Regions from separate parts of the Macaca mulatta genome. Here region 1 is linked to region 2. The links are chromatin contacts, called in public Hi-C maps. All regions are on one chromosome and are shown on one strand. The core of a region is the stretch at or near the end of the contact, and the rest is flanking DNA. Distances in the headings are between cores, read along the strand shown. Region 1 overlaps FAM120A (family with sequence similarity 120 member A). Region 2 holds the start of FAM120A (family with sequence similarity 120 member A).

Region 1 (6,739 bases), core at 4,018-6,517, 120 kb after region 2:
ACATTCTTTAATATCGTTTGCATTTATTTAATTATTTAGTTTTTATTTATTTATTTAAGATGGGGTCTCACTGTCACCCAGGCTAGACTGCAGTGGCACAATCACAGTTCAGTGTAGCCTTGACTTTCTGGGCTCCAGCGATCCTCCCACTTCAGCCTCCCGAGTAGCTGGGACCACAGTCATGTGCCACCATGTCTGGCTAATTTTTGTATTTTTGGTAAAGACAGTTTCGTCCTGTTGCCCAGGTTGGTCTTGAACTCATGAGCTCAACCAGTCCACCCGCCTCAGCCTCGCAAAGTGCTGAGATTACAGGTGTGAGCCACTGCACACGGCCTTTAACATCATTTATAATGTTTGCATAGGATCCCATTTATAGTATTATGTAATTATTTAATTAACCATTATTAAATAATTAACCATGCAATTTTCAATTAACCAGGTGCCTTAGCAATTTTTTTGAAGTAGCATTTTTAAAGTATTAGTTTTCAAATCAAATACATTGGATATGGGGGATGTAGCTCCGGGGTAGAGCATTTGACTGCAAATGTATTGGATATGAACCAAAAAAATAAGATTGATTGTTTGGAATAAATCTTCCCTATAATCATACTTAATCTGTTTACACCTAGTGTTCCATTATTGGAACGTGAAGCATGTGGGAGTTATTTATGTCCTACTGTTCAAAGTCATACCAAAGTCTGATTGCAAAAATTCAAAAAATGGCAACTTCCGGCATCAATGGGTTAATTCAGTGCTTCATAAAGTGTAAGACTGGATGGCTTCAAAGTCATCTGATACTATCTTAAATGTCTGTAACAGATTTAAGTGTTTACTGTTGTCCTTTTTAATTCATTTAGGCGTCCAAGAGGAGTTATTTCCACCCCAGTGATTAGAACATTTGGAAGAGGTGGAAGGTACTGTGGCAGAGGTTACAAAAACCAGGCAGCAATTCAGGTAAGAAGACAACATGATGTTTGTGCCAGTTCAGGGCCCTCAGGGATGTCTCCTGTCTGAGCTTGCACTTCTAGTGCCTGTGCTCAGACAGAAGGGCTGTGAGGGTAATGCTTTAGCTGTCAAGCATCTAACACAGTAACTGGCACACAGCTGCTCACCAAATGTCCATTTCCTAGAGCCCAGATCATTTTGCTGTTGAGTGCCTCTTCAGGTGGTCTCTCCCCTTTGCCATGACCCTGTGTCTCTGGTGGCTTCCCGCCTGGTGTGACACGATGGGCTGGGCTCACCTTAGGCATTGCCTGGCCCTGACGGAGCTGGAACAGCCACTTTCAGTTTCTTTTTTTTTTTTTTTTGAGATGGAGTCTTGCTCTGTTGCCCAGGCTGGAGTGCAGTGGCACAGTCGTTGTTCACTGCAACCTCTACGTCCTGGGTTCAAGCGATTCTCATGCCTCAGCTTCCCCGAGTAGCTGGGACTATAGGTGCGTGCCACCACGCCTGGCTAATTTTTGTATTTTTAGTAGAGTTGGAGTGTCACCATTTTGGCCAGGTTGGTCTCGAACTCCTGACCTCAGGTGATCTGCCTGCCTTGGCCTCCCAAAGTGCTGGGATTACAGGCGTGAGCCACCGTGCCCAGCAGTCCTGCTATATTTTTATGTTTTGTATTACTTGTCTCAAGGTTCAAAGAAAATGATTGCATTGATTCATGGAGAAGGTGTGTTAGTATTTCTGAAATTTTAGGGTTGGAAGCTAAAATAGAGGCTGTTGTAGGAGAGTATGTGGGGACCCTTGGTTTATGGAGGTCATTCCTTAGGCAAGGGTCACATCTCCATCTGGTTGAGTGAATGGATTTTGTCATCAACAAGGCAAATACCCTGGTTTTCAGAATAGGAGGCCTAGAAGATGCTGGAAGTTACCACCATCTTTATTGGGAAGGGGATGCGATGACGAGAGCTGGAAGATTTCTGTTCTTGTCTGTAAAATGACCGTTTGAAGGTGAAAACCATCCATATTTTCTTCAGCACCAAGTCAGTCTATGACAGCGGCTCTCAGCCCTGGTGATTGGCCCCCAAGGGACATTTGGAGACGCTGATTGTCACGACTTGGTGTGGGGCACTGGCTTTTAATGAGTGAAGCCTAGGGATGCTGCTAGACACCCTACGGTGTATGGGACAGGCCCGTCACGGAGAGGAAACAGAGCCACCGTATCACATGCCAAGGTTGAGCCTGGTCTAATGATAGAAGCAATTCAAGATGTGTCTTCATGGCCTTCACAGAGAGCCATGTCTTTCAGAAAATGGGCTGGATTAGTCTCAAGGACCTTTTTTTTTTCAGAGAATTATTTTTAAATCTATTCAGAGGAGCGGGGAAGGCCCATTCAGAAGAGCTGTTTCACAAAACGTGGTGCTTATCAGTGCAGATTTCTTGTTGAGGTTCCCTAGCAATGAGTATAGTTCCCCAGTAGAAATGGGGTATGTGCACTACTGCATGTCACAGGCAGATGTGGGAGACCCTGTTTGTTTTGTGGCGGTGGGAACAGTCGCAGTTTTAGAGAAGACTTCTTGAGGGGCGTTTGTTACTTTAAACAATTTGGTGCCATTCAAAGGATTAGACAGATCTCCTGAAGGGGGAATCTCCCTCATTTTCAGGATATTAACTACAGAGAGTTGAGAGAAGGGGCCGTGGAGGGAACTGACAGAGACAGGTAGAGCGTCTGCCGCCCAAAAGTCAAAGCAAAGACAGGGTGAGAGGGACCCAGCTGGGCAGTGTCTGCTGTTGAATCTTCAGAGTGTCATTAGGCCAACATTTGCATCCTCTCTCTACTGTTTATCAGAAACCACCTTCTCATTTGTTGTCCTTCATTTTAAACAGGGCAGACCTCCTTACGCTGCTTCAGCAGAAGAAGTGGCCAAAGAACTTAAGTCAAAATCTGGGGAATCGAAGTCCTCTGCTATGTCTTCAGACGGGTCCCTGGCTGAAAACGGAGTGATGGCCGAGGAGAAGCCGGCTCCCCAGATGAACGGGAGCACGGGTGACGCCAGGGCCCCCAGCCACTCTGAAAGTGCCTTGAATAATGACTCTAAAACGTGCAATACAAATCCTCATTTAAATGCACTAAGTACAGACAGCGCTTGCCGCAGAGAAGCTGCTCTGGAGGCAGCTGTCTTAAATAAAGAAGAGTAAACTTATTTTTTATAGAGGGTGAAGGATGCTGGAAGGGTAAGGATTTAGGAATATCTGGAGAGAAAGAGAGCCTGCAGTTATGTACATTTTGTCCTTTCCGTAAGAGAAAAATGAGGACTTTGGAAATTCAGATCCCTCTTTGATATCAGAGATTTAAACAACACATTTTTAGTTTTAACCAGTTGTAGTCAAAATGCTACAATAAAACAAAAAAGAGAAAGAAAATGAAGAGCATTTGACTCCCGCACTTAAAATGAAGTACACATAAAGTTTAAACTGGTTATGACAAAAGCCTATAGTTGTGTTTCTTGAACTATAAAGAAAACAAATTTTGGCAGTCTTTAAGTATATATAGCTTAAAATATAATTTTTAGCATTTGGCACCATATGTATGCCATTATATTTGATTTTGCATTACTGTTTCACAATGAAGCTTTCTTTAAGGCTTTGATTTTTATGATTATGAAAGAAATAAGGCACAACCACAGTTTTTCTTTCTTAAATTTCATCACTGTTGATGTGGTTCTTTTGTGTTAAAAAAAAAAAGTGCAACTATCAGAACTAAAAAATTATAGAGTAATATTGCCGTTCTGCTGATTTTAAATATACAATACATCATACATACTTTACAAGCAAGTTAAATGGAGATAAAGTTGAAATCTTAGAAGATGCAAATGACCTTTCAAAATCAACACAATGTGTTCTGAAACTTTCGTGACTAATACCATGCATCTGTGATCAATGAACTATGTGGTTTTGAATCGGATGTAGACCATTAGTACTACTACTTGAGCTAAACTTCTGCATGGTTCATAATTTTTAAAGTGTGTAGTTAATATGCATGTTATTGTCCTTTCTTCCATTCTTACCAGTATGTGCCCATTTGCAAAACAAAAATGCTAATAATCAGTAATAGTCCTATAAAAGATGTTAACTCTGTTTAGTCATTGACTGATCTTGCTCTAACCTTAAAATTTTGTGATTATTGACCTCTGTTGCATTTATTCTAAAGCCCCCCAAAAATTATCTAGCCGTTTCGAATATCAACATTACCCTGGTGTATTCACTGCTGTATGCATTATTGTTCTTTGTTGCTGTTTTATGCCTTCATATTAGCAAATATGAAATTCTGTGAAAAAAAACCCTTTGATCTTAAAAAACAAAAAAAAACCACCCCCCCCTTCTGTAGCAGGAAACAAATTGCTTGTTCTTGAGAACTTTCCCATCAAGAATTTAGTAGAAGCAGGTATACTTCTATCATTTTGATGTTTTTGTTAATGTTTCCAAACAATGTACTTTGAAATCAGAATCACTTCTTATCGTTTTCATATACTTCTGATGCTCTTCATCACATTAGTGATCAGAAATGAGGTGTAATTCCCCAACCCCTGCCCGCAAGAGCTAAGTAGGATCTTACTGTAAGTTGAAGGGAGTTTTGCCCTAACTCATGGATTGTGCAAGAATGAACTGCTGTTGGGTTTGACTGACTGTCGATGGATTGTGGTGTGGTGTATCTGAAGGCTATTGAATGCAACTTACAATGCTTAATAAAAATCTTTATTCTTTTAGTATAAAGTATGGCGTGGCTTTTAAATTCACTTGTAAAAGCTAATTTTACCGAGGTTTAATTCAAATCGAAACAACTACTGAAAAGATCAGAAAACCAAAGTTTAAAAATATTTTACCTTTTCAAAGTAATTCCAGGTTTCCGGCTTAGAGGAACATTAATATATGATTAATTTGTTTGATAGCTAAATTTCAAGCAACCAAGGGGATTAAAAAAAAAATTCTGATGAAGCAGACTTACAGAAAAGGTTTTTTTAAGCCCCAAGGAAGCAATAAATTTGACTCCACCACGTTTTAAAAGCTGGATGTTAGAAATATAGTCCGTTTTTCATGCTATCCTTTTGATTGACGGCTCTTCTCTGCAGCCTGATATGAGGTCCCCATACCCAGGTCCGCCGAACGCCTGGGGAAAGCGTCCCGTGCTGCCCCCTAGCGGCGGATGGTGGGCTAACGGCGCCGGAGGCAGCCAGGAGAGCCGCGGCGATCCCGCTCAAGGGAGGGGCTGGCGCTCGCCCGGGGGCGCGTTTCCTTCCTGTGGAAGGGCGGGGCGGGGCCTTGCGTGGCGCTTCCTGGTCCGCCACCGCGCAGGCCCAGGTGCGCGCGCAGCCCGCGGGGCGTGTCCGTGTGGGTGAGGCCTACTCCCTGCTTTTTCCTCCCGGCGGCCGAGCCTGCGCCGTGAAGCCCGTTCTGTGTGCGAGGCCGGCGCCGGGCCCAGCAGAGACCCGTGTGTCCCGAGAGGGACCGAGCAGACCCCGGGAGCTCGAGTGCCAGCAAAGCCCGAGCCGAGCCAGTTTCTCCAACTAACACCCTGAGAGCTCTCCTGGTCCTGGCTGTTCAGACCTCAGACGAATTCACCCCTTTTTATGGGGCGGGCTTTCAGAGTTTGAAGGAAGTGAAGCCAGTATCACTCACTCCAGGGCCTCTTCCTACCCCCACTCGCCCGTCCCTGACGGTGGCCCGCTGTTTCGGGCCTGCGGCTGAGTCCCTCTGCGCCAGCCTTCCGGTGGCGGGCCCCCCAGCCCGTCTCTGTGCTGTGGGAAGATGGGGGCGCCCGGACGTCTCGGTCTTTCAAAAACACGATTCCACTGAGGACCCTGCCTGTGACGGGAACAAGTCTCACCCACTCTGGATCGCACATGCCTGGCAGAGGGACAGCGTTGTGGAGGAACACCTTCCAGGCCCACCAGCTTCCACCACCCATTGCTAGGCAGTGCCTCTCCCACCGTGACAACCATGCACTTTTCTTCCCTCTCCCAAGGGGCAGGTCCACCCCACTTGAGAATAGCAAACTGACGGGGACAGCCCTCTGGCTTTAAGAGGGGAGAGGGACAGGCTTCTGAACAGCAGAGTCTCAGCAGCAGGAGCGCGCGCATGTCAAGGGTCCCGCTCAGCTCCCTGACAAGCAGGTGCTCCTTCCTTCCGGTGGCTCTGGTCTCTTAGCTGCAATTGCTGTAGGTGAGAGAGCAGCACAGCTTGCTCCAGGTCACTCTCAGCAGGGACTCGGCTGCAATCCAACCCTTAGCTCCAGGTTGGGTCTGTCCACCCGCTCCTAAAGCCCCAGTAGGTGCAGGCTTGGGCATTAAGGAAAGAGGAAGGGAGAGGGTGCTGGGGCTCCAGCGATCCTGTGGCTGGAACAAGGAGGCCAAGGACACCCCTCCTTGCTGGAGCCATCCTGGCCACTCCTCCCACACCACCAGAATTGCAGAGGAAGGCCTAAGGGCCAGTGACTCTGGGTGGCGCTGGTGCGGGCTGGACTGAACGGTGATGCTGATGTTTCACCTTCCTGGCAGCATGATATCCTGGGGCAAGTCGTATGCCCTCCCGCCTGGCCATTTATTCTTTTCCTTTTCAAAAATAGGTTTTACTTTTTTTTTTCTTCTTTCAAAAGCAGTATGTGTTTATTGTGGTAAGTTTAAAAAATACTGGCTAGATACACAAAAAGGAAAAGAAGTCCCCAGTGACTCCTCCATCCTGAGACACCTGTTTTTAACATTTAGTCTCTCTCCTATGCAATATATAGATTCTTTTCTTATACAAA
Region 2 (7,313 bases), core at 1,456-3,955:
TGCCTGCCATCAATAGTTACTCAACAAAAAAAGTGTTTTTTTTTTTTTAAAAAAAAGAACACACAGCTAAATAGGGCAACTAAGAATTGAGTTTTATGTGTTATGATACAATAATGAATTTTAAACTTTCCAAAAGTACAATAACTGGTCTATGTTCTCGAGTATAAGTCTAGACAAATACAGTTTCTGGAAATAACTACAAAAGTCAACATTTATTGAGCATTTGTTGTGTGGTAGGCACACAGATTATCTGATTTAATCCTTAAAACAACCTGGGAGGTTAAGTACTATTAATATGTTGATTTTACAGATGATAAAATTCAAGGTTCAAACAGGGTAAATATTTTTGCAACGGCACAGACTTATCAAAAGACAGATGCTGGGGGTCTGACTCCAGAACCTTAGAACTCTACAATGTAATAAGGTGAAAATAAATTTATTTCCAGAATTTCAGATACTGGCACTAGCATTTTTTTTTTTTTTTTTTTTTGAGATGGACTCTCGCTCTGTTGCCAGGCTGGAGTGCAGTGGCATGATCACTACAACCTCCGTCTCCCGGGTTCAAGCGATTCTCCTGCCTCAGCCTCCCGAGTAGCTGGGACTACAGGTGTGCGCCACCACGCTCAGCTGATTTTTGTGTTTTTAGTAGAGGTGGGGTTTCACCATGTTGGCTAGGATGGTCTCGATCTCTTGACCTTGTGATATGCCCGCCTCGGCCTCCCAATGGTGCTGGGATTACAGGCGTGAGCTACCACGCCCGGCCGTACTAATGCATTTTTAAAAATTAAAAGCAAGAGTATTTAAAGAAAAGGTAAATACATGGAATGCAATGCTATGAATGAAAATACAAGTGATTAAAAACTACTACTCCTCACCTTGTGAACCTGCCTTGGGTTATAGAAGGAAATTTGGATATTTCTGGATTTTACCTTATTATTTAATGGCTAACTGTATTATTTCTTTTATTTATTTATTTTTGAGATGGAATCTAGCTCTGATGCCCAGGCTAGAGAGTGCAGTGGCACCATCTGTGCTGACTGCAACCTCTGCCTCTCGGGTTCAAGCAATTCTCTTGCCTCAGTCTCCCGAGTAGCTGGGATTACAGACGCACACCACCAGGCCCGGCTAATTTTTGCATTTTTACTAGAGACGGGGTTTCACCATGTTGACCAGGCTGGTCTCGAACTACTGACCTCAAATGATCCACCCGCCTCGGCCTCCCAAAGTGCTGGGATTACAGGCGTGAGCCACCGCACCTGGCCTGTGTTATTTCTAGATAACATGTCATCCTGGCTTTGTGACTAATTTGATGCATAAGTGAGTGGCATAACTTGTCAGTCTGTTTTTAAATGTAACTTCTTAAAATACCAACAGCATTTAATTTATGTATATATGATACTGGCTTGTATCTGACGTGGCTATCAGAAAAGAAAGCAGAAAAATCAAACTTGCCTTTTTCACCGGGAGTATGGGGGCTTCTTTGACCAAATCGTGCGCGTGCAGGCTCCATGTGCTGGGAAGGGGCTGTCCGGCCACAGCCTGTCGGTTGCATCCTGCTCCTCTACAGAGGTTTCTCCAGAAAAAGAACAGATGGAGAGGTGAAAGTAAGTAAAAGCGGCACTTTAAAACTTTTGTGCTGGGTTTCTAAATTTATATTCTGAAAGGCATTAATCTCTTTTTGAAAATGTTTTATGCAAGCCTAATATACATACAGTATCAACCTCATTTTAGAAGCAATTACGACAGCGCTTAGGAACAGAATTTACGTAAACGACCTCCTTCCAGAAGATGCTACTAAACCAACAAGATTTAAATCCCTCTCCCTAAGAAGGGCAGGGCGACCCACTGCAAAGGCGCACGTTTCAGCCTGGCCATTCCGCAGTGGGAACGCAGGCTTTCCACGCTGCAACAGACCTGTGCTCTCAAGACAGTCTCTTCCGTGACGAGCAGGCGCTTAGGACTACCTGTACCTTCAGACATTATGGTGCGTTTGGCCATGTCATTTGTCATAGGTGTAAAAACCACTACAACCGAGAGCCCGAAGCTGCTGGGATGAGCACCTGCCGCGGAACTGCATTCTCGCGCTCCTTCCTGCTCTTTCCAAGAAGCCCGGCGCGGCCGGCCAGCATCCCGCTCCCCCGGACCCCGCAGTCAGTGTGGGCAGCAGGCCCAGAGCGGTGCGAGCCCACCGTGGCGTTAGAAAGGCTGCGTCCCGACGAGCAGAGTAATTCGGCCTCCGGCTCACCCTCAAAGCTCCATCTTATCGCCGCTTCCCTCAGGAGCAGGCGAGCTCTTCCCCAGGACCTGCTTCGCGGCTTTCCCTCGCCGGAGTACCGCCGGGCGGCGGCGGCGGCCTCTCTGGTCCTGCGGGGAACAGGCCGCCAGGAGGGGAGCGGCGGCCGACGGGCCTGAGGCGGGCGAGCGGCCTGTGGCCTCCAGGCGCGGCCTGCTCCGGCTCAGGCGCCCCCTGGATCCCGCCCCGGCCCGACTCCCGGCCTCCGCCTCCGCCGCAGCCGCCTCCGGGAGCCCCGAACCGCGTCCCGCCGGCGCCGCCTCTTCCGCCTGCTCGCCGGCGGGCCTGCGCGGGCCTGGGCGGCGTCCGCGCCGGGCGGGTCCGCTACGTCAGCGCCGCCCGCCCGCCCCGCCCCGGCCCTCAGCCTCGGCCTCGGCCTCGGCCTCGCAGCGGCGGCAGCGGCGGCGGCGGCAGGTCCCTCCCCAGACATGGCCCTGGGAGGCGGCAGCACATGGCGGCCGCGGCGGCCATGAGCGCGCCCCCGACCCGCCCCAGTCCCCCCTAGAGGCCGCCGCCCCCGCCCGCCCGCCCGCCCGCGCGCCACGGCCCCACCGCCCCCGGCCCCGCCGCCCCCCGCCCGCACCCGCGCCCGCGCCCCCGCCGCCGCCATGGGCGTGCAGGGCTTCCAGGACTACATCGAGAAGCACTGCCCGAGCGCCGTGGTGCCGGTGGAGCTGCAGAAGCTGGCCCGGGGCAGCCTGGTGGGCGGCGGGCGGCAGCGGCCCCCGCAGACCCCGCTGCGCCTGCTGGTGGACGCCGACAACTGCCTGCACCGCCTCTACGGTGGCTTCTACACCGACTGGGTCAGCGGCGGCCAGTGGAACCACATGCTTGGCTACCTGGCGGCGCTGGCCAAGGCCTGCTTCGGCGGCAACATCGAGCTCTTCGTCTTCTTCAACGGCGCGCTCGAGAAGGCCCGGCTGCACGAGTGGGTCAAGCGGCAGGGCAACGAGCGCCAGACGGCACAGCAGATCGTCAGCCATGTCCAGAACAAGGGCACCCCGCCGCCCAAGGTCTGGTTCCTGCCGCCCGTCTGCATGGCCCACTGCATCCGCCTGGCGCTCATCCGCTTCCACGTCAAGGTGAGGCCGGGGATCCGGGCGGGCCGGGGACCGGGGCCGCGCCGCACCCCTATGCCCCTTCCCAGGGCACAGAATGTCGCCCGGCCGTGGCGGCGCTGGGGGCAGCGAGCTCCCCCTGCCCTGGCTCGGGATAGCCGGGCCGGGCCGCAAGATGGATGGCCGCGGGTGCAGGCCGCGCGCTGCCCAAGCCCGCCTCCAGCTGTCCCTGTTCGGGGTCCACGGCCGCGTGGGGACACCTGAGGGCTGGGAGAGAGCACCGGACCAGAATTCGGAGGCGGCAGTGTCATCATCCCGAATATCCTTAGTTTTTCCCGTCCTGTGGGGGCGGGCAGGCTATCACTCACCTTCAACTTTGACAAAATATGACTCCCTTTTCTAATTTAGCCTGTTCTTTCCCAGCAACAGGTTCATCTCGGAAGCAAGCAGGATACAGAGTAATAGAGGGGGTTTCGCCAGGGCCCTCGGGGGCTGCAGATATCACTGCTGCCGCCGCCGCCCTTGCCAATGCTGTTAGCCCGGTGACAGCGAGACGTGTCTAAGGGCCAGTGCCCTGGCCTCTACTTCAGAACGCAGTGCCCTGTCCGTGTTCCTCTTAGTACAGGGTGTTTAGAGAATCTTTCTATGACTTTTTGTGTTAGATTTCAAAGAACCGTGCACTTTGACAGGATGGGATTTGTCAGTTCTGTGACTTCACGTCGGTGTGAAAGAGGTCTTTAAGGCAGTTCGGTTTTGTAGATCCCACGCGAAAGGAGTCCTTCAAAGTCAGGGGGCGAGCTACACGGGGCGTGAACTCGCAGGATTTATTTTTCGGGTGCACAGTAAGTATTCAGTGACCTTCAGCGGCGCCCTGACGGGTGGGTAATCAGAGCTCTACATCACCGGCCTCCTCTGGCCCTTTGGCAGAGGGTTCCGCAGCTGGCACTGGGCCAGAGGAGAACTTCAGGACCCAGCAGTGACTGTGGAGATAAGCACAGACATGATCCTGGACTTCACGTTCTGATTGCTTGCTTTTTTCATTGGTTTTCTTGAAAACAAATTTTGGGGGCCTTTTTGGTGTCTTAGCTCTCGCCACTCTGCCTTCCATCTTGTCATTCTTTGACATTTCCTTGAAACTGCTGGAGCTGAAAGTTTGTGAAATTCTGTCTTCGCGGTTGCCCCCGGTGCCCGCGAGGAGATGGTGGTAGTTAAGCCTAAAATGATAGCGGAAGTCCCACCCACGATCCGGTTGCAATTGGTGAGATGGTGTTTAAGTCGTGGGTGGAGGCGGCCGGCAGAGTCCCGATTGGCCCCTGCGCCTGGCAGACACACAGCTGCCATTCCTCAGGGAAGTTCGGGTGAGAGGAAGTGCCTGCCTAGTAATTTCTGAATCGGAGCCTGGGGCGCTCAGGGAAGTAAGGTGCTGCCATTTGTCTGAAGCGATCCATCTTCCTAATAGAGCGTAAAAGTGTTCAAAGTTTGGTCTTGTTCAGAGATGGAAAAGACTACTTAAAAGACAGGATGGGCTGCACTTGCCTTTGGTAACCGCACAGCTATCTACTTAACTAGTCAGGCGAGTTTCAAGGGAACACTGAATATTACTTAGGATTAGAATCAGTGTGTATGCATATGGTCACTGTATCTTTAAAGAACTGTTGAGTTCTTTTTAATTCTACAGTTTCTTTATCTTTGCACCCCTTTGAATGCCTCGCACACCTAGTAGGTGCTCAGAATTCAGACCAATGTGTAAGTGTTTGGAAACTAGATTTAAGCTCCATTTCAGATCGTCTTTTTCACTTAGGTTTCTGGACACGGGATAATTTTGTCTATATTTTGCTTTTGCTAAGCTTTTAATTATTGAGCTAGGATCATATTATAGTGTAAATTGCACAAAATGAATATTGTAATGACTCGATTACTTGGTGGTCTCTTAGCTGGCAACCTTACTTTTTTGAAAAGTGCCTGAGAGATTTAGCTACTAGAAATTTCTCAGCAACCAAGCAAGATGTCAGGAAGTTGTGGGGGGTGGCGGGCGTGGGGGGGTGCCTTTACTTTCCTCACTGAAAAATCCTTTTAAGCTCTCTCACTCACGGACTGGTCTCTTTTTAGATGTAATTCTAACAAGCTTGGTTATCTATTTTCTAAACTCAGCTTGAGAAGAGGGTGAAGAGGAGAGTCTGCCAGAGGCAGGAGCACCATTAATAGCAAGAAGTGACAACAAGAGTGAAGATTTAAAAAGCTATAAAAAGCAAACATGATTCTGGGGCTATTTTAAGAAAAGGAGAACAACCCTATGTACTTCAGTGGTCCCTGAGGGTAGTACAATGTGTTTTCTGTAAGGATGATTGGGAGTCATAACAATTAATATTCAGCATTCTCTGTTTAAGGGATCGAAACAGCGTATACCACTTAACAAAATATACCCATAAAATGGTTAAAAGGTTTAAAACCATGATGAGGTATCACTACAGGCCTATTAGAATGGCTAAAAGAGAAAAAAATTTGAGCAATACCAAGTGCTAGCAAGAATGCTGAGCAACTGGATCCTTACACATTGCTTGTGGGAATGCAGAATGGCACCGCCACCCCAGAAAACAGTGGCAGTTTCTTATAAAGTTAAGCATACATTTATCATACCATCCAGCAATTCCACTCCTGGGTATTTTCCTAATGAAGACTTTTGTTTGCGCAGAAACTCGTACTCAAATGTCCATAGCAGCTTAAATCATAATAGCCAAAACGTGGAAACAAAATATCTTTTAATAAGTGAATGGTTAAACTACTGTATAGCCATACTATAGAATGCTGCTTAGCAATAGTAAGGAAGGTGTAGGTAACAACTTGCATGAATCTTTAATTAAGGTTTTATACTGAGTGAAAGAAGCCAGGTTCAAAAGGGATGATTATAAAACTATAGTGATGGGGACCAATTCAGTGGTGCTGAGAGTAGAGGAGAGGAAGGATGTACACATTAAGGGGACAGCAGGAGAGAGCTTTGTGGAGTGATGGAACTGTTCTGTATTCTGATGGTGGTGATGCTACCATACATTAAAATCAGAATGATTCATCCAAAGTAAACGTGTTAATTTTATCGTATGGTAATTTTTTTAAAATTAAGTAAAAACCACTGGCAAAGGAATTGACATGAACACTTCAGTATATATAATATTGGGTAAATGAGACATTTATGAAAACTTTAAGCATCTTACTGGTGCTTTCTCGTGTTTCGTAAATTGGCGGAGGGGCATAATTTCTTGTTACCCTTGCTTAGAGAAATCTTTTTTTTTTTTTTTTTGAGATGAAGTCTCACTGTGTTGCCCAGGCTGGAGTGCAGTGGCGTGATCTTGGCTCACTGCAACCTCCACCTCCTAGGTTCAAGCGATTCTCCTGACTCAGCCTACCTAGTAACGGGGATTACAGGCGTGTCTGCCATCATGCCCGGCTAATTTTTGTGTTTTTGATAGTGACGGGGTTTCACCATCTTGGCCAGGCTGGTCTTGAGCTCCTGACCTCGTGATCCACCCGCCTCAGCCTCCCAAAGTGCTGGGATTACAGGTGTGAGCCACTGTGCCCGGCCAGGAGAAATCTTTTTTGACTTAGAGTTTATTTCATTTACAGAGTAATAATTGTATTTTTTGTTCAGTAGTAGTAATTGTATTTCTTTAACCATTAGAAGTTGGTCTACGTGGAAGGAGAGCCAGAACAATGAAAATAGTAATAATACGTTGGCCTGTGTATTGACTAGTTTTGGATAGGTCCTGAAATAGCCTAATTTGAACTTGGTTTTAGCTAGTTACTTGGACAGTTTCCTGTTGTGTGCTTTGGGTCATTATAACCTTTGAAACTTCAGTAAATGACTTATGTTTATTTTAAAATCTTGGTCACTGGAGCTTTCATAAATGTTTCTGCTATATGACTTGTGGTATCAGTGTAAGGGTTTATAATGAAGTCCTTCAGATCTT

What was found. Hi-C and Micro-C count contacts between places; a contact is called where the count stands out from the background.
Region 1: a contact with region 2 is called in a Hi-C map of fetal cortex germinal zone, with 2.2 times the contacts expected there. The contact joins the enhancer-like site here to the promoter of FAM120A in region 2. A contact is called at or near these places in 6 of 14 Hi-C or Micro-C datasets (CD4 T cells, blood, cortical neurons and 3 more).

The regions. Positions count from the first base shown.
Region 1 is chr15:124,148,249-124,154,987 of T2T-MMU8v2.0, forward strand. FAM120A (family with sequence similarity 120 member A) reads left to right here. Exons shown (of 18, transcript XR_013404965.1): 17 at 858-954; 18 at 2,824-4,710. Among named protein-coding and RNA genes, the nearest start is that of PHF2, 14 kb to the right of the region's middle. Within about 2 kb of position 5,268, at least 37 of the 40 cell types and tissues checked have an H3K27ac peak or open chromatin away from gene starts, as enhancers often do. A contact at or near this core is called in CD4 T cells, blood, cortical neurons and 1 more, where this site is marked.
Region 2 is chr15:124,034,383-124,041,695 of T2T-MMU8v2.0, forward strand. It overlaps FAM120A (family with sequence similarity 120 member A), which reads left to right and starts at 2,706. Exons shown (of 18, transcript XR_013404965.1): 1 at 2,706-3,375. It overlaps FAM120AOS (family with sequence similarity 120 member A opposite strand), which reads right to left and starts at 2,594. Exons shown (of 3, transcript XM_028835352.2): 1 at 2,061-2,594; 2 at 1,453-1,573. The coding sequence starts at 2,077.